2 separate regions of the Mus musculus genome follow, and region 1 is linked to region 2. A link is a contact called in public promoter capture Hi-C data. All regions are on one chromosome and are shown on one strand. Each heading gives the region's core, a stretch centred on a gene start, on an enhancer-like site or on the middle of the called end of the contact. The rest is flanking DNA. Distances are from core to core; before and after follow the strand shown.

Evidence for each region. Promoter capture Hi-C pulls out the DNA fragments that hold promoters and counts their contacts.
Region 1: a contact with region 2 is called in a promoter capture Hi-C map of pre-B cells, with 6 times the contacts expected there. The contact joins the promoter of Pds5b here to the promoter of Polr1d in region 2. A contact is called at or near these places in 2 of 39 promoter capture datasets (cranial neural crest and pre-B cells).

Annotation. Positions count from the first base shown.
Region 1 is chr5:150,671,879-150,676,467 of GRCm38.p6, forward strand. It overlaps Pds5b (PDS5 cohesin associated factor B), which reads left to right and starts at 1,949. Exons shown (of 35, transcript NM_175310.6): 1 at 1,949-2,075. Gm40353 reads left to right here. Exons shown (of 6, transcript XM_017321266.1): 2 at 1,863-2,090; 3 at 2,148-2,684.
Region 2 is chr5:147,075,519-147,080,264 of GRCm38.p6, forward strand. Polr1d (polymerase (RNA) I polypeptide D) reads left to right here and starts at 1,828. Exons shown (of 3, transcript NM_181730.4): 1 at 1,828-2,175. The coding sequence starts at 2,150. It overlaps Lnx2 (ligand of numb-protein X 2), which reads right to left and starts at 1,054. Exons shown (of 10, transcript NM_080795.4): 1 at 900-1,054.

The DNA of each region.
Region 1 (4,589 bases), core at 699-3,198, 3.6 Mb after region 2:
GACCTCAAACCTAACAGAGATCTGCCTGCCTCTGCCTCCCAAGGGTTGAGATTAAAGGTGAGTGGCACCACGCTTGCCTAAGAAGCCAGGGCCAAAGATTTGCTTTTTTTTTTTTTAAGACCTATCTAGCTCTTCTGTTCTGTCCTTGCTGGGAACATTGAAGTTGTATAGGAGAGTTCCCAAGGCTTAGTGGATGCATAAAATGGGTAGATGCCTGTAGTACAGCTCTGTAGAAGACAGAGTGATCCCAGGAACCCTGCTGAGAGAGGGAATGAATAGGTGCTAGTATCTGAAGGTGCTTGCTCTGCTACAACTTAAGGCTCTTCTTCCCCAGCACAAACACTGTGGTTTATAAACCTGCATTGCCTATCTTTCGTTTCGAATATCTTACCATAAGCTCCCGATTCACCTCACATGTTCATTGTTGAAACAAACAGTCCTAGTGCAGGGAGATCCTGCTCACTGCAGGGATGGACAGCATCAAAGAGCAAAAGGCGACCAAGACTTGTCAGCTCTGACAGGGACCTGGGGGTGAAGAGAAACCTCCATCTTAGCCCGCCCAGCCCACAGCTGCAGCAGTGAGGGCAGAAGTGGCAAGGGCGCACAAACCTCATTTTCTGGATGGCATCTTTGTGGCCTTCCAATCGCTTCCTCACCCCGTTAAGGGGGGTTCTTGAGCAGTGGGATGAACACTGGATCCCTAGGTCCACCAACCGGTGAGGAGCCATGTAGACATTAATAATCTTTCATTTACACAGCACATAATCTGTGCTGCACCACAGGGTTTAAAACATCGCACAAGAGGTGGAATACACCTTTAATTCTAGCACTTGGGAGGCAGAGGCATAGAGGCAGAGGCAGGTGGGTCTCTGTGAGCTCCAGACCCAGACAGAGCTACATAGTGAGACCCTATCTAACAAAACAAGACAAAACAACAAAAAAAGCCAGGAGTGGTGGCACATACCTTTAGTCCCAGCATTGGGAAGGCAGTGGCTGGAGGATGGAGCCTAGCCTGGGTTATATAGTGATTTCTAGGCCAGTCAGGGCTGCATAGTGAGAGCGTATTCTCAAATAAAATAATACACATTTATTTTTTATTTTATGTGTATGAGTACACTATAGCTATACAGATGGCTGTGAGCCTTCATGTGGTTGTTGGGGAATTGAACTTAGGACCTCTACTCACTCCAGTTGGCACCCTCTCGCTCCAGAAGATGGTGGGTGTCAGATCTCATTATGGGTGGTTGTGATCCACCATGTGGTTGCTGGGGTTTGAACTCAGGACCTTCGGAAGAGCAATCGGTGCTCTAACCCGTTGAACCATCTCGCCGTCCCCCTCCTTTTTTTTTTTTTAGAAATTAAAAAAAAAAAAAAAGGCCGGGCGTAGGGAAAATGCCAGTACTAAGGAGGCAGAAGCAGAGGCAGGCAGATCTCTGAACTCGAGGGCAGCCTGGTCTACATGGTAAGATCATGTGTAGCCTGGTGTACACAGTGAGCTCCACAGGCCAGCTAGGGCGGCAAAGGAAAGAAAAAGGAAAGAAAAAAAAAAAAGCCTCATCCAAAAAAGGAAAGAAAAAAAAAAGCCAAAGCCAGCGGAGTTCAGCTATCTACAGATTTCCCGCCAAAGCCTGGGAGGCTGAGTCCAAGCTGAGAGAACGCACTGACAGCTGCCCATCACTCTGCTGCCAAGGAGACAGAGGAGGCCGCGCCAGCAGGGCGGAGCCTGCGCGTGCGCGCCCCCGGGTGTGTGGGGCGGAGCCCGGAGCGCGGGCTGAGGAGCGCGTGCGCACGCGCCTGAGCGAGAAGCCGTGCGGCCGGTAGGGGGCGCTGAGAACCCACGCGGCGCTCTGCCTGCCCCCCAGGCGCTGTCCGCCGCGGTTCGATTGGAGCAGCCGCGGAGCTGCTCTTGGCGCCATTTTGAAGCGGAGAGGCGGAGGAACGGCCTGGACTGGCTGCGGAAGGGGAGGGGGGGCGGGAGGAGGCGATTGGATGCGGCGGCGGCGGCGGCGGCGGCGAGGGCGGCGGATCCCCGAGATCGGAGGAGCGCGAGGAGTGTAGGAGCCGGGCGACCGGAGGTAGGAGCGACTCGGGTAACGGAAAGGGAGCGCCTCTTCATCGCCTCAGCGCCCCACGCTCCATTTTTCTAGCGGGGCGTGCGCGCGTGGAGCCGTCGCCCGCTGAGCCTCGCGTGTCCCGGTGTCCCAGCGGGGCTGCGGTGGGGCCGGGGGCGGGGAGGCCGCGGGCCGCGGCTGGCGCCGGCCCGGAGTGACCTTTGCGGGGGCCGCGGCCGCGCCCCTCCCCCTCCCCTCTCCTCCCCCTGGAGAGAAGCCCCCCGCGCCGCTTCCCCCTTCCGGCTGCCTGCGGGCCCGGCGCGAGGGGAGGCGCGCCGCACTGCTCGGGAGTCGGGGAAGAGCCGGGAGCCGGCCGAGAGAGCGAGAGCGAGAGAGAGAGAGAGAGAGAAAGAGGAGAGAGTCAGAGAGAGTCAGAGAGAGAGAGAGAGAGAGAGAGAGAGAGTCCTCGGGCGACCGCGGGTGCAGCCCCACGGCGGTACGGACAGTGTGCGGTGCGGGCTCGCCCGCCCGCCTCTGCACCGTTATTCCACTGACACTCTAAAAGTTTGCGGTCCGGGAGAAGCCCTGGCGGCGGCGGCGTTGGTGTTGGCGGCGTTGGCGGCGGCTGTGGCTGTGGGTCTGCTTTTTGTTTTGTTTCGGTTTTTGCTCTGTACGTTGAAGAGCAAATGTGATGTTTGCACATAGGAGCAGGCATGTAGCATGCAGCCGACAGGTGTTTGCAGGGTCGACGGAACCCCGAAATTCAGCACCTGCTCTTCAGCGCTGCATGCTATTCCAGTACGAACTCCCGAGGGGTTTGAAAGAAGAGTGATTCGTTCGCTCCATCCTCAGGAACCCTACCAAGATTTAAAAGCCCCCCCCCCCCCCCATATTTTTGATTTCAAAGAATGCTCCTTTGATACTAGAGTTAGGAACTGATGGGTGGCTGTAATCGCTCCAAGGAGCGGTCTCTCTGTTGAATACTTGTTGAAGCTTTGGAAGTATTGTTTCATTTTTGAAGGTTGGTCTGAGGTCCTGAGAGAGTTGGGGAGGCCTGTGGACTTCAACGAAATAACCTTTTAAAAGCCAGGTGTATGTAGTGTAGGAGGTGGGCTGTAGCTAACTTATGATGACTGAAGTGGAGAAGGGCAATTTAAGCATTGTTCTCAGCACATGTAGTTAACAGTTCCACGAGGGGGTGTTTTCTGTGTTAACTTTTGTGAAAGTCAACTAAGTTGGCACAAGCGCGGGTTTCAGAGGCTATCTCTTGGCTGTGCACTAGACATGTCAGATGCTAGTGTTTGGGGGACTTTAGTAGAGTGAACACTTGGGAGCTATGGCAGGCCGCTGTGGAACAGGTAATCTTCCATTTCATGGTGACAGCATAATACCTAACTGATTTTACAGCGGCGAGTTTGGAGGTAAAAAGTTATATGGCACATAAGATTAATAAATTAATTCCCAAAGTTTAAATATTAAACACACTTTTAGGGTGGTGAAAGTGGGGAGTAGTATGCTATGGTAGCCTGGAACTGGCAATCTTTCTGGCCTGATGTGCTGGGATTACATTGCCACACCCAGCTCATAAAAACCATCTTGAATCAAAACGTTACTTCTTTGAACTCGTATTTGCATATGATGTAAATTTACAGATACATATATAGAAAAGATGTGTTTTAAAGTTTACTACTAAAGTAGCACAGATGTTTTCCTCTTAGTTGGATTCTGTTTGAAGTGTCTCTGATGAGAAAGTAATGCTAGTCTTTTGCCTTTTTTTTTCCCTCCTTTTTAAAAGAACTTTGTCATTCTGGTTGAAGGTTTTGCTTTTCCTGCAGCTCTTGTTGATGCTTTCAGTTGCCTTTAATCCCCTGGCTTTGGTCCCCTCTCCCTCTCTCCTCAGAAGAGATCTTGTGATGATGGTGACTTGTCATAAGATGGTTTGTACTCGGCTTGTTTGTACCAGGGTTCTAGACAGTTTGATGTTTGATGATCATTATTTAAATTTTAAGTTTATCATGTTCTCTAACTTTGTTTAACAAAGAACAGTATTCTAAGAATCTGGCTTTAACAGTAATTTGCTAAGCTAAGCAAAATGACACCTTGTTTTAGACAGGTCTTGCTCAGGTGAACAGAGAAGTGGCTGGAGAGCTGAACTTCTGGAGGAAGGGAATGATTTGGGGGGCTGCGTTTTTCTTATTCCCCTTAGCATATTTGGAGATTGTTCTTTGGCTCCCAGCATGCTACTTATTTCACATTTGATTTGCATTAATAGAAGAGCTAGTTCACTCTGGTTTACGGATTCTTAGGTGACATAAAATGCTGCAAAAGTGGAAATTTACGTTTACTTTGCAGGTGTTAGAAAACTACCGAGGAACTTGAGGCTTGTTGCCAGCCCTCTACAGATGAGAAGTTAGGTTTAGATGGAATGGCCCTGGGTTAAAAGCTTACTCAGGTGGGCGATTGAGAAACTGAGAAGTTTGCTGGTGTCTGTTGCTTTGTGTAGGACTTACTGTATGTAATTGAAGTCATCGGGATTCA
Region 2 (4,746 bases), core at 578-3,077:
AAACAGGACTGACCTACTGAGATCCTGCGTCTGTGCTATGTCACTGAACAGGCTAGAGAAAACGCAAATTGTGTCCTGGGAAGGAGGCCAATGTCTAAGTACTGTGACTGAAAAGAATGTGACATTCTTAAAGTGAAGGCAGTTTGGATAAACTGGAGCTCACGGTTGCCTCCAACTACCCTTGCCATTGGTTTCTGGGCTTTTTTTTTTTTTTCCCCAAAGAAAAATTGGCGGGGTGTGGGGCACACGCCTTTCTAACCCTACAGCACTCAAGAAAGAGGCGGATCTCCGTGAGTTCCAGGCTAGCCAAGGCTACAGAGTGAGAAGAAGAAAAATTGATTCGATAAAGCCACGCGGAAGCGTCCTTAAGGCTCCTGGCAAACACACACTCTTAAATGCAAACGGAAATACTAGAACACTCCATTAAAAAGTCCTTGCGTGAAACGTGGCAGAAAGCTTTGAAAAGCCAGCGATGTCTTTCCCAAGAGGTGCTTTGTGCGCAAATGCTTCCAAATCGGGACTCATATTTTGGAAATTATACCCCCCACGCTCCCAAACATGTCAAATCTGAAGAGAAAGGTGAGAATTCCCCCGCAACAGGCTGGGGCAAGGAGGAGGGTGCCTCTCTGCTCATCCCTTCCAGGAAACAAAACCAGAGGGCAACTAGCTAGCGCCACTCTGGCTCCAGACAACGTGCAGACGCAAAGTGCAAGAACTCGTTCCCAAACCTCCATGTCTTGAAAAGCGAGAGGCGCGCAGACCTGCATCGGGGTTCCTGGAACCCGCACCCGCACCGGGCCGGGCCAGACAGCACGCGGCCCCCAGCGGTCCCCCAGATGGTCCCCCCTACCCTGACGCCACACCCCGTCACCGCCCGCACCTGAGGCGAAGTAACTCACTGAGGGAAAGCGGCGGGCTCCCCGCGGGAGCGCTGACGAGGACGCCGCCCGGCTCCGCTCCGCTGGGACTCGCCGCCGCCGATTTCCTGGCGAGAAGCAAAGTCCGGCCAAGACTTTACTTCTCAACCGCCCCTGCTGCCTTTCCCCTAGGGGGCGAGCGCAGAGGCCCAACCCGACACGCACCTGAGCCAATCAACGGCGGACAAAGGCGGGACTAAGAGCGGGCTCGGAGCCTCTCGACCAATCAAGGAGTTCGAGGGGCCGAGTCGGCCCTGCTCATCACCCCCGTGTTAGAGTGAGCGCGTTCCGCCCTCCGCCATCGCTCCCGGCCGGATTCTCCCTCTCAGACACACAGAGAAAACGCTCGGGAAGTGTCTGCGTGCACCCCTGGAGCGCCGCGCCGGGCGTGGGACAGCTGAAGGGAGGGGAGGGCTGCGGGACCAGGCTGAGGGAGAACAGGTGGCGGGGGGCGGCTGACGTGTAGGTGTGCAGGGCGAGGGGACAGCTGGGTGGGGCGGGGACCCAGCCTGGCCAGGGTCAGGTGGGAGCTGGGAGGATGCACCTGAGAAGAAGGGCGGTTCCTTGGGATCAAAGGGAAAAGGAGCTGCCAGTCCCACAGCGTGAGCTCCCGAGGAAGGAGGGCGGTGCTCCAAACTCTCACTTCTCTCGCAAAAGAAAGACCATCGCAGCCCTTGCACCTAGTGGAGATGTACATTTGCACCCCAGGGAGAAAAATTTTTAAAACCCACAGTATCGTCAGGAGAGTCATCTCTGCACAACAGTCTCTCTGCTTTTTCAAGGTGCCCCATGAAAGGCCCCTGAGGACTCAAGTCCTGGGAATAGCCAGCCCTGGGGCAGTCGGGTTCCTGGAGAGCCTAGCAGGCCAGAGATCCGACTCTGACTCTTTTTAAATAGCAGGTGTCTCGGGGCGACAGGTGAGAGCCTATGCTCTTCAGTGGCACTTGGGGACCGGCTGGCTGTGCCCGGCAGCTGGCTTAGCTTCCGCAGTTCCAGGTGAACCGTCCTGCCCGCGCCTGGGCGTGGTCGGGGGCGGGACCCGGTTTAGCCCCGCCCACAGAGGGCCCTGCCGCGCCGCTGCGGCTCCGCCCCCCTCCTTCCGTCATCCGCTTCTTCCGTCGGTGGTTTCTTCCTTCCTGCCTTGTCCCGCACCTTTCGCGACATGGGGAAGAGCTTCCATTTCGCCAGCGCCACCTGAGGATTTCCTGGAGCCGCCACCCCCACCTCCCGCGATGGAAGACGATCAGGAGCTGGAGAGGTAAGGGTGGAGGGGAAGAGTGGAGTGGGGCGGCGGGTCGGGCCAGCGAAGCGGGTGGCGAAGGGGCACGCGGCCGACTGCGGCCCGGCGTGGCGGCTAGGCCTGACCCCAGGCGCTGGGGAAGGAAGGAGAGAGAGTAGAGCGGGCCGGGTTGGGAAGAGGGAGGAGCCGTGGGTTTATTTGTAACAGAAAAGCCCAGAGGGATGCTAGCCATCCGGGAGGGGAGAGAAGTTGGGAATCATGCTGTAAGTCCCAAACTGCCACCACCCCCATTAGAACTGCCTCGTTGTAAGGTCACGCACCGGGCCAGCCGTCCCGAGTGGCGGGCCTGGCGTGTTTAAGTTGGCTAAAGTTACTGCAACTCCGCTCTGTGCAGACTGCTCGTAAATTCTCTCTGTCCACCAAATTCTCCCTCCTATTAAACTTTTCACTTCCTTTAACTTAGTAGTTTCCTTACCTCTTTCAAATGGGAGCCGTAACTGAGCCTGCCACCCTGATAACTTGTGGTTGCCATTTTTATGCTAAAGTAATCGTGTTTTTTATACCTGTCAACTCCCTTTTCATCTTGCAGCAGGGCCTACCCTATTGTAACTCTGCCCCTTTCTTTTGCTCTATCCCAAGAAAGATTTTGCAAACATTTAACTTGGTGGGGTTTTTTTTTTTTTCTGAGATGACACCCCTCCCCCTCTTTGCTGGAGTCAAATGAAGTAGGGAAAAACTGGAGTTAAATATCTATGGCTAGAAGTGTGGAGGCAGGAGAATGAGGCAGTGAATCATAAAAAGTTAATCAGAAAACGATATTCCATGTGATCTTATTCTTACAAAAAAAATATGTGTGTAGAAAAATATCAGGATTGAAGACCTCAATGGCTGAAGGCGAGAGGAAGACAGCCCTGGAAATGGTCCAGGCAGCTGGAACAGATAGACAGTGTGTGACATTTGTCCTGCACGAGGAGGACCATACACTAGGAAACTGTCTGCGGTACATAATCATGAAGAACCCGGAAGTGGAATTTTGTGGTTACACTACGACCCATCCTTCAGAGAGCAAAATTAATTTGCGAATTCAGACCCGGGGTGCCCTTCCAGCTGTTGAGCCGTTTCAGAAAGGCCTGAATGAGCTCTTGAATGTCTGCCAGCATGTGCTTGTCAAGTTTGAGGCCAGCATAAAGGACTATAAAGCTAAAAAGGCAAGCAAAAAGGAGCCCACATTCTAGTCCCTCGTGCAGGGTACAAGCAGGACCACCCTCAGGATGGTGCAGAACCCAGAATTGTGATTGCAGCATGTACTGTCCTGTAGGAAAGAAAATGTGGCTCTAGCTATTGACCCATACAGCTGTTGGAATCTCTGCAAGTATATTTGCCTAATAAATTCTCTCTTTTGTTTAAACTAGTTTTGAGTGGTTTCTCTTCCTTGAACCTAGATGAACCCCAAGGATGGTGTCACCCTCTTAATTGAACCAACACTAAAAGTGAGCAAACAGATAATTGGGCCAAGGTAGGGGTTTTGATCATAGATTTTTTTTTTTTTTTTTGAGACAGGGTTTCTCTGTGTAGCCCTGGAACTCACTCTGTAGACCAGGCTGGCCTCAAACTCAGAAATCCGCCTGCCTCTGCCTCCCAAGTGCTGGGCTTAAAGGCGTGTACCACCACGCCCAGCTTGATCACAGCTCTTAAAGAGTCTCTTTATTTCTATATGATTGAGGTGCTAAGGAAAGGAGAGGTGACATAGAACGAGACCCAGGAGACTGTAACTAGAAGGGCTGGAAAGAAGACTGGCAGAGGGACTTGAATTTTTTTTTTTAACATTTTACTCATTATTTGTGTACACAAACTTGCCATGGCACACAGATAGGAGTCTCTTCTCTCCTTCCACCATATCGGAGCTACTTGGTGATTGCTGGGCTTGGCAGCAAGCACCTGTACCCACTAAACCATCTCACCAGGTTTTTTTTTTTTTTTAACTAATGAAAATGCATCTTTTGATACGATTAGTAGACTACCTTAAGGGTGAAGATAATATGAAGTGCTCTTCAGAATTTTAATTGGTATCAGGCTCTACTTTGTAGCATTAGTAGGGTAGATGTCAGTTTACTGCTTGAATTCCAGAACACTAATGAAATGTATAGGTGCAACATGAGTAAACCAATTTTTATTAGGTTTTGTGCAGGCATGTTTGTGTGCATATGCATGTATGCATATGGAGGCCAGAAGTTCCATAAGGATGGTTCATCAGGAGCCAGCAACTTACTTTTGGTTGGTTGGTTTGAGGCAGTTCCACTAACTAGCCCTGGCTGACTTAGAACACACATGGTAAGCTTGCCTTTGCCCTAGTTTCTCACAAGCTGGGTTAAGGGCTTTTGTCAGTTAGGCTAGACTACCCTAGGGACCCACCTATATCTGTCTCCTGAGCACTGGGCTTGGCTGCGAGCTTAACAAATCTACTCAACTTTTAAGTTCAGGAGATTAAAATCAGATCCTTACATTTTGTAACAAGTGCTTCAGCAACTGAGCTGTCTCGCCAGCTCTAACTTTAATCATTGGGAAAACTGGAATTACCAGGTAACAATT